Regions from separate parts of the Lactuca sativa genome. Here region 2 is linked to region 1. A link is a contact called in public Hi-C data. All regions are on one chromosome and are shown on one strand. Each heading gives the region's core, a stretch centred on a gene start, on an enhancer-like site or on the middle of the called end of the contact. The rest is flanking DNA. Distances are from core to core; before and after follow the strand shown. Region 1 holds the start of LOC111889794 (ras-related protein RABB1c). Region 2 holds the start of LOC111889787.

The links. A called contact is a pair of places that touch in the nucleus more often than the background predicts.
Region 2: a Hi-C map of seed shows a contact between it and region 1, with 5 times the contacts expected there. The contact joins the promoter of LOC111889787 here to the promoter of LOC111889794 in region 1. A contact is called at or near these places in 3 of 4 Hi-C or Micro-C datasets (leaf and seed).

The regions. Positions count from the first base shown.
Region 1 is chr9:187,428,180-187,433,551 of Lsat_Salinas_v11, forward strand. It overlaps LOC111889794 (ras-related protein RABB1c), which reads right to left and starts at 3,403. Exons shown (of 6, transcript XM_023885946.3): 1 at 3,145-3,403; 2 at 2,451-2,590; 3 at 2,259-2,341; 4 at 1,879-2,083; 5 at 1,710-1,778; 6 at 1,096-1,557. The coding sequence starts at 3,190. The coding sequence ends at 1,465. LOC111889791 (a long non-coding RNA gene) reads right to left here and starts at 339. Exons shown (of 2, transcript XR_002849632.3): 1 at 1-339.
Region 2 is chr9:187,584,241-187,589,282 of Lsat_Salinas_v11, forward strand. LOC111889787 reads left to right here and starts at 2,455. Exons shown (of 9, transcript XM_023885940.3): 1 at 2,455-2,873; 2 at 2,956-3,064; 3 at 3,154-3,346; 4 at 3,427-3,563; 5 at 3,662-3,950; 6 at 4,029-4,135; 7 at 4,227-4,579; 8 at 4,660-4,900; 9 at 4,979-5,042. The coding sequence starts at 2,780.

The sequences.
Region 1 (5,372 bases), core at 2,153-4,652:
GTTTATCGATTCAAATGTTAGGTGGCCCATCGTTTTTTCTTTACAAGAGTTTGAAGGATGATGAGTTGGCTTCCAATATAGTTTCCAATATAGGCATAGATGAGTGCTTTAAGTTCATAACGTGTATACCTTTCATTTTTCACCTTTTCAGTGATTTTCCTTTTCATATTTCTCATTTTTTTAAAACCTAAAAATTAGTCACCTTTTATTTTTTTAATTTTTTAAATATATTTTATACAAATATTATACTATTTTTTATAAATTAAAAACCATAAATTTTAATATATTTTTATAACTTTTAAAAAATTAAATTAAAGAAGCAGCAGTTGACCAATTGGAAAGAGCGAGAGAAGATACCACACCCAAAAGTCTTTCATCCTAAACCGCACTTAAGACGTGGTGTTTCAGAGTGCGGTTCTATCCATACCGTGTAGCCTAAGAGGAAAAAGCTAGAACTTGTGGCTATACTCCTGATAATTGATGTATTCATAAGTCGGTTGTAAATGAGTTGGAACCTAAAAATTAAGGATAATGGGCCAAAAGAACTACATGGAAGTATCGAACTTCTTGGAAAAAATAATATATCGGAATATGTTCTATAAATCGAATTTTAAAATAACTACCGATCAAAGTTTAGAAGACAACAAGAATTTTGAACTCAATTTCAAAAAAGCCAATCATGAAGCAAGGAATGTGGAGAATTTAGAAGGCTTTCGGATACCAAATTGCAACAAAAGAGAGTTTGTGGTTTGTGTTACCGATGTGATCAGAAATATATGTCGGGCAATAAATGCAAGAAAAAAAAAAGAGTTAGAACATTGTGGTTGTGCGAGAATTCAAATAAGCCAATCATTACCGAAGATTTTTTACCCATTCAATTGGGTAATTCGAACACCATATTTGGCACACAATGGTTGGTTACATATTCACAAAATAAGACATTTAGACTATTTCTTTGTAGTGGAGAAGCAGGAGATCCATATTCGCAAAACAAGTAGTCGTTTGTGATGGAAGAAGAAATGATTGTTATCATGTGATAAACCCTTTTCCCATTTTTATCAAATTAGTGACTAGCCCATATATAAAGCATGTGTATGCTAGTGAATGAAGTTCAAATTAAAACTTAAATATTTATGAGTACCTAAGAACTTGATCACAACCCTCGGATCATATTTCATCTGATGGCTGTGATTTGTGGGCAATTACAAAGCTACAAAGCAGTTGGACAGTTACAAAATGGTGGGCCCTATCCTACAAATCACAAAGATGAATTTGAACCAAATTCACCATATCAATAGCATAGGTAAATAAAGTAAATATATACTAATTTATCAGATTATAAACTAACACCAATTTTACACCCATAAAAGAAGAGCTAATCATAAGTAACGAAAAAAAAAAAAGCCAGAAATACTGTGGTCATGTGATGCAAGGATGCATTAAGCCAAGGACTTTTTCGTCATTTTAACTGCAACAGGCTCCTGATTGCTGAGGGGTGCCCTCTCTTCCTCCTGATGGCCCCGGAACCCCACCATATCCGACTTTAATCCCATAAGACTGCCATACACCAAAAAAAGAAAAATATGAGATGGCTATTTTTTTTTACTACGAATGAAAGGGTATTTACGTCTTTTTGTATGGGACAAAAAATATGCAATTTTATTAGTACAATGGTATCAAATTTGTATGAAGGAAAAGGTTAGACGTGCCTCATTTGATACGTCAAAAACTCCATCTTGAATCTTTTTATAAATTGTTCCAGCTGTTTTTATAAATGCCTGAAAGAGAACTTGTAAATCAGAAATGGAAATTAACAAAAAAAAAAAAAGTAATAAGAGAATGAGTCATTATATTCCATTATCATGGTGTATGCTTTACCTCCTCAACATTCTGTGCTGTTTTTGCTGAGGCTTCCATGAAAATTAGACCATTTTCTTTTGCAAACTGTTCTCCTTCTTCCGCACTAACAGCTCGTCTGTGTGCAAGATCACATTTGTTGCCAATTAGCATAACCGTCATATTTGCATTTGCATGTTGCCTTGCATCCTCCAACCAACTTGCAAGATGATTGAATGTCTCCCTCCTACATCATCCATCATCCATCATACATCATCCATCATCCATCATACACACAACATTAGTTGTCACTGTCACTGTCACCGTGACTCTGACTTGTAACTCTGTAACTATGACTGTGACTGTGTCTGTTTCTGACTGTGATTGTGATTGTGACTGTGTTACTTATAATGGAATCATACCTGGTGATGTCATAAACCAAAAGTGCGCCAGCAGCGCCTCTGTAGTAAGATCTTGTTATAGATCTAAAGGACTCCTGGCCCGCCTGTCATTTTAAAAAAAAGGAATAATTGATTGAGTGAGAAAAAAATTAAGAAAAAAAAATGATTTTGGAGTGGAAAGAATAGAAAAGGTAGAGAAAGTGAATGACAAACCGTGTCCCAGATTTGTAGCTTTATTGGTTTGTTGTCAATGGTGATCATTCTTGCACCAAATTCTACACCAATTGTTAAATCATGAACTGGTTGAAAACGTTTGTCTGTGAACTGCAAAAGAAGGCATGATTTTCCAACCCCTGTGCACATGTTTCAAACCAAATCATGAATCTGAAATTAGATTATGACTGCAAATTTTGTGCAATTTATACTTATAACCTCCAACGAGTCTTGTAATAATCCTCTTTGAGTTTAAGACATGTATCAATTATCATCATGATGAAAGATTAAGTCTACATAAAATCAAGTTTCTGCTCAATTGTTTCAGATTCCTTAAGTATAATCACATCTGAAGTTGTTTCAGTTTTAAGTTTGACATATACGACTCTGGTTACAGGCTGTAAAAATCATTAAATAGAAGTATAACTGAGTGTCTAGTGTTACAGTAATAACCATTGGAATAGATAAACATATGATTCATAATGAATAGAAAAAACGAGCATAATGAAACAAATACCTAAAAAGTGAACGAAAGATATCACAATCAAGAACTGTCTCTACTGATATCGTATCCGCATTAAGTCATTTAACATTATACAAAACACCACACTCAGAACCAAAGCTTGATTGTACGCATAAGGAAACGACGATTAATCAAACAATCAGAAATTTAAACTGAAATTAGATCGTATACCTGTATCTCCTATGATGATGTACTTGAAAAGGTAGGCGTAAGACATAATTCTTTAGATCTTTCAGAATTCACGACGAAACAAATCGAACCAACAACACCAAATCGAATGAACTCAAATTGAAGATTAACTGTTTCTAGAGCGTCAGAGATCAATGTGATTCTCTATAAGAAGAAAAAAAATCCTGAAGAGATTGGAAAACGAAATCCTTCGTCTGAAAGAAATAAGAACAGTGATGCGAATACAACGAAATATTGAAATCGTGTTTGCTTCGCTGTATTTGGGAAGCAACTTTTAGAGATCTTGCCAAAAGCCCAAAGTTAAAGAGTTGAAGGCCCAATTAGAATATACCTTGAACCCACTTGTTAAAGTACATTTATTTATGAGTAAATTTGAAATGGTTTTTGGTTTATATAGTTTCCAATTATTTCACAATCGCTGCCTATTCGTCTATGTAAAATTACATCGGTGAGGGACCGATTGTGCAAAAATTGAAAACCATAGAGACCATATTTAAAATTTAGCTTTTATTTAGTTACAGATCAGTCATAAACGGGATAATTTAGGTCTTGTTTGAGTCATCTTTATCATTAACATGTCAATTATATCAAAGATCAATTGAAATATAGTTAAATCTATACAATATTTTAGGTCATTTTATTAAGTGAAATCAATTGTTAGTGTAATAAATTAGTTTTGTGTTCAAAGTATATCTTAGATGTTGTAATTTTGACTTATTTAGAGATAAAGATAAACTCATTAATCTTTGCATTACACGCATTAGCATATACCATCATGTAATATAAGGTATAGTTAAGAATTTACAACAAATACAATGAGACATATGCCTCATTGGTCGATAATCGAAATGCTAAAGATGTTACAATCGTGTGGGATTAAGAGTTTTGTGTGAATTTCGTTGATTAATCATGTTAAATGTGTCAAATAGTACTTTTAACACAAAGTAAACAACAAAAACACCATGATAATTTATGTGGAATAATGGTTGTTTGTTATAAGAATATTTGATGTATCTTGTTTCTTTTTTGCCCTTCTTTATTTGCTTTGACCAAAGTGGGTATGAGATACGAAAGGCTAAAAGGCAAGTCATTCATGAAGTATTATTAAGTATTTGCTCAAAGGTATATGAAAAAAGCATTAGTTCTCTTGATGAAAGCAATGTATAGCGGCCTAATAACATATTTTGATAATGACTTTTAAATTATTAGTGACCAGCCCAAATACATTTAAGGTCATTGATAAAAGTAAAAACACGTACTCAACAACAATGATTTATCATAAGATTAGACAATGTCTTAATTTTAAATAAATTCAACCTTAACAATCGTCGGCGTTTTAATTCCACTAAGCATTTAATATAATCATATTACTAGAGACAACTATATGTTAGTTTTAGCTATAATGCAAGTCTGATATCTGCATGGTACACACTCGCATAAGGTAACAAGGGTCCGAGGGGAGCGTCTCTGGTGAGGTTCCAAGAGCAGGGCCGGTCCAGACGGTGGGCAACCCGGGTGACCGCTCAGGGCCAACGTCTCCAGGGGCCCAAAATTTATGGGCTATGTAGTGCATATATATATAAAAAAAATTATTACCTAAATGATTTTTAGGGTTTAAAGTTAGTTTAAACTCAAACTAGCTCAAAAAATAAACAAATATGTTTGTTTGTTATTGATAATTGAACGCGTTTACAGTGAAAAATAAATGATATCTTTTTTTTAATCTTTATTATATTTGTCTTTGGGGACCATTTTTTTTCTTTTCGCTCCGGGCCCTATATACGTTTGGATCGGTCATGTCCAAAAGTCATCACCCGTGAAGGGATCTAACGAGTAGCGTATGTAGCAGGTCCAAGGAGACAAGGTTTGCAAAATCAAGACTCTATATATAATTTTTTTTAGGTTTGCAAAATCGTGATCGTAAAATTGAATTAGAATCGTAAGATTCTACGAATGAACTACTGCTAGTGCTAGTTTTAATTAGTTTTCATTCGGATATCCAAAAAAATCTAGAAAATAATGCCAAAAATGAAGAATCTTGTTGCTAATTATCTAACATCAATTATGTATGTACTATTCACTTTCCAAACCATCACACTTAATCAAAAATAACATAAAATACCAAAAACTTATATATACAATATGCCTATTGATTTTCTATTTTATAAATTATTGGACTATTTTGTTTATCTCACTTCTGTGTTAAATAG
Region 2 (5,042 bases), core at 1,205-3,704, 160 kb after region 1:
AAAAGCCTACGAAAAGAACAAATCAAGTTTGACTCATTTCATAGATATAAAAAAAAATATAATTTATTCTTCCGTATATACGCCTACCTTCATCAAGATATGAAGTAGCTACCATGTTTGTAGCAGTGCGAAAGGCTCGAGCTCGACATGCGGAAAATGAGAAATCACCTTCACCTTAAAGGGGGGCAAAAGGGACATTTGCACAGGGCCCAAATTCTTTAGGGGCCCAAAAAAAAATATAAGATACACTTCGAGATTTTGAGAGTAAACTGTTAAGACTTAAGAGTATTCTAACCCGATAAAATCTAAAAAAATAACCCGATAAAATCTATAAAAAAATTAGTAATCTGAAATCTAAAAATTAAAATTTTACAAATCATAATCAACATTTAAACTCATCGAATTCAGAAAGCCCACAAATTTTAGATCATCTAAACTTTTACAAAAATCACAAATAACAGAGAAAACAAATCTAAAATGTAAAAACTAAAAACCCTAACCATGGTACTCTAGTTCTTGTCGCCGCCTTAAAGATGGCTCCGGTCAATGCCGTAAACCTTCTCCCCCATAGCCCCAGTGCGTCGCTCTGATCGAATACGCATCTCGCCCATCTCAGATTCAGAGATCTCGCTGTTTGGAGCTCTCACTGTATGTGTATTACTCTCCCTCTCTCTAATATATCTCGTGCCTCTCTATTTGAATGTGTTTTTATTATTTGTCATTGATATACGAAAAACTCTTGTCGCCTATTCAATGCTACGTCATAGTAGAGTAGAAAGCTAAAAGTGTACAAGGTAAAAAGCTAAAAGCTTTTTCTTTTGACAACTTTTGCTTTTCAGGTTCTATTAGTATATTGGAATTAAAAGGTTTTTTTTGGATTCCTTTTTTTTTCTTTTAAACAACAATAAATTAACAATAAACCGGCATTAACTTGACTATGTGTTCCTTCTGAATTATGGATCATTTGTTAATTTTAAGATTGTCAATTTTGTTTTAGTTTTACTAGAGGATGAATGTACTTTAAACATTTGTTATTTCAATTGCGAAAGACGAATTGATTGAAAATGCTAATATGGATAAAATAGAATAGTTGTAAAATATGATTTTGTTTTCCATTTCTAGTAACATCATACTAAATAAAAATATAAATTAGCTTTTGAAAAATAATATGTATTCGCTTCCTTTGGTATCTCGGTCTCTTTAGTTTTAATGGTTATGTTCCGCCCTTGGTGACAATCGATCATTCATTCATTACATGTTAGGGCCCAAGGGCCTTTTTTTTCCCGGCTTGTCCTAGGCATTTGAATCCTCAGGACCGGCCATGAGTAATATCTTCTGGGAACTGTTATAACAAGCGATCCATCTTTCTTTTCTGTTTGATATGTTCATGTCTATTAAAAACACGCATTGAAACACACAGTAATTGGGATATGCTTATATAGATGTGTGTGTCCAGATTGCAGTTAAAGTAAAGGGAGATGTAGCATTCTGAGATACTCTTCATCTTCCCTAAACAAGAGTTACAGGTTAATGCAATGACCAATAAGAAGGCACAACCTGTTATATAATGATGTGATGTGGAAGATGAGATCACACAGCCATTTAAACCGATCTAATTTAATTTTCTTTTATTTAGTCAGACTTGAGAATTGAGATCCATATATAAGAAGGGCATCCCCTGAGTTTTGTATCCTCTAAAATAATCAATATGTGTCATGTAATTATTTGTTCGAAAATCTTCTTGTTCTAGACCCTCCATATATAGCCCATATGATACCTAGAAACAAGAATGGAGGAGGTGGATACCTAGAAATATTCCAAACAAGATGCCGTTAACAAAAAAAAGTTATAGATATTATAATTTGTTTTTATTCTATAAATCTTTTAAACATATAAAAAAATAATATGTGAAATTAAAAAATAAATAAGAGTCAAAAAATCTGAAGATTAATTCGTCAAGTTCTTGTAACCTTTTCATTTCATTGATACGTCCATCACTTTCCTGAATCAACTTTCTTAAAAAATCAAAGACAATTACTATTATATGGCTTTCTTTTTCAGTAATGTAGTGCTTATGTTTAGTATTTATTTTGTGGATGTTAATTTCGATTTAAGAAAAATGTTTAATTTTGCTATTTATAAAAATACAAGATGAATAGTAAAGATGATGACTAATGAATGTTGTATTTCGCATATAAATTAGATAACGACATGCTATAGTATAGTTTGAAACCTGTAACTTCTTTTAAAATTTAAAATATATATTATTAAATTGTAAAGAGGAAAAGAAGAAAACGTCAGTTACGAAGAAAGCGACAAAAAGCCGCGACAACCGTGGTTGTGTAAACTGTCATTGGTGTTGTGGCGGGAAGCTATTTTAAGGCAGACACGTGCAAAGAACAGCCATGGCTGTGCTCCACGTAATCTCCTTTCTTCATCCACTCTCTTCCTTTTTTCAGAAAAAGAAGTTAAGAACTTATTACGAAAAGTTGGAGTTTGGTACAGTCAAACCCTTATACCTAAATTACACAAACCAAATCATCCCCTTTGATTCCTCTGTTTGAATCACGCACAGATTCTCTCTCTGTTTTCTAATCCAGAGTTCTTGATGAACCCCAACCCTTAATCGCACACCTCAGAATAAGACAAAGAGATGAAAACCTGATAATTGCTCGATATTTTAGAGTTCTTGATAAATCCTCTTCTTAAATCCACACCAACGAAGAAGAAACCCTGTAAATTGGGATTGAATATCTTATGTTTCTAGATTGATTAGAGAATGAAAGTACCAAGAGGGTTTATCGCTAAACTATGGAGCTTCGTCTCCTTCCTTCCTTTCTTCCTCCTCCTCCTTTCTCTCGGTCTGCTTAAAGGTATAAAAAAATCCATTTTGAAGTTTATGGGTGAAAAGTTTCACAATCACCATTTAAGAAATCGACAATCTTTGAGTTTCAGGGGTGATAATTGGCCCAATTGTGGTAGTGATAATGGTGGTCGGAAATTCGTCGGTAGCTATCGGACTTTTGCCGGCGCATTTCTTCTGGACATACTACTGTGTTCTCAAGTAACTTCGTCAGAACTCAGAAAAATAGAATCAATTAGTAATTATTTCATATCGCAATTCTCAGATCTATTTGGATACTGAATTTGCAGGACTAAAAGGGTTGGATGGGTGTTGAAATTGCTTGTTCTTCTGTTCTTACCTCTTCCTCTTGTACTATGGCCTGTTGTCGCCATCGTCGGTAGCCTCCTCGGCGGAATAGGTTTTGGGTTTTTCTCTCCGTTAATCGCTACCTTTGAAGTTATTGGCACAGATCACAAAGACAAGTGCTTCCATTGCTTTGTTGTAAGTAGCACTATTATCAAACATCAAAAAATCCCGATTAATGAATCGTCAACAATTTCTCTTCTGATTTCTTGCTTCAGGATGGATGTTTTTCTACACTCGAAGGAAGTTGCACTGTGGTTCGAGATTTTACAGATTTTTGCTTCCATTCTTACTTCTCATTCATGGACGATCTCAGTGAAGAAATTCCCGCCGGCGAGAAACCAGTCGACATCAGGTACCTAAAATGATAAAAATCCAATCTTTCTTATAGTTCTCAACAACACCCAGTTTGTAAAATTCATGGATTTCCGAACTTTTCCGATGACATCACAGATTATCCAAATTGCCAAAGAGTCTATTCATCATCCCCATCGCCATCGCCATCGACGTACCTCTGATAACCGGCGTTGCTCTATGGAAGAGTCCATACATGTTGATTATCGGATGGAAGAGACTATTGGAAGACTTAATCGGGAGAGAAGGCCCTTTTCTGGAAACTGTCTGTGTGCCTTTCGCCGGACTTGCCATCGTCTTATGGCCTTTAGCAGTCGCCGGAGCTGTAATCGCATCTCTTTTCTCCAGTTTTGGTCTTGCTCTATATAGCGCCATAATCGTCCACCAGGTTTGACTAAAAACCAGAAACCCATCACTAATTCCAAATTCGTAACACAAAGTCGCTAAATCTGCTTTTCTTTTTCAGGAAGATTCAATCAAGTTTGGATTTGCGTACATCGTGGCTGTGGTTTCATTGTTTGATGAGTACACAAACGACTTGCTTTACTTAAGAGAAGGATCATGCTTTCCTAGGTATACGTATATAACTATATATGGTCACTACTTTTCAATTTTGATCGTATTCTTGATGGTTTTTTTTTTCTGGAAATCTTTTCAATTGCAGACCAAGATATCGTGAGAACATGAAAGCATCTGATGGATTAGAGAGAAGGAATTCAATTGATATGAAGAACGAAAAGGAAAGCTCAAGAGGGTCAAGATTGGTTTCACAACGTTCAAAAACTTTGAAACAGGCTCTTCAACAGTACACACCTGTGCAAGTTTGGGATTGGTTGTTCAAGTCATGTGAGGTGAATGGAAGAATACTTTTTCGCGATGGTTTGATAGAAGTTAAAGACATTGAAGAATGTATAGTGAAGGGGAAATGTAAGAAACTAGGGATCAAATTACCCGCATGGTCTATATTACAGTGTCTTCTCGCTTCAGCAAAATCTGAATCATCGGGTTTAATTATTTGTAAGTTCTGCTAACCATTAGCGACACCCGTAATTTTTGTCGCGAAAGACTTTTTGTATGATTTGTAATTGTTGTTTTAGCGGATGAGGTGGAGCTAACGAGGACAAATTTACCGAGGGATAAAGTATTTGAGTGGTTCATTGGGCCACTTTTGATAATGAAGGAGCAAATCAAGGGGCTTGAATTGAGTGAAGATGAAGAGTTTTGTTTGAAAAAGCTCGTGATGAGGAATAAGAACGAGAGACCCGAAGATTGGGATGATACCGGTTTCCCATCCGCGGATCATGTCAGAAGAGCACAATTACAAGCTATCATACGACGGTATGTTATATTTCACATCTTATTGAATCAACATCATTATCAGTCTCAGTCTCAGTCCAATGCATGTTCTGATTACAGGTTGCAGGGTATAATGGGTTCGATGTCTAGATTGCCAACTTTTAGGAGGAAGTTGAAGAATTTG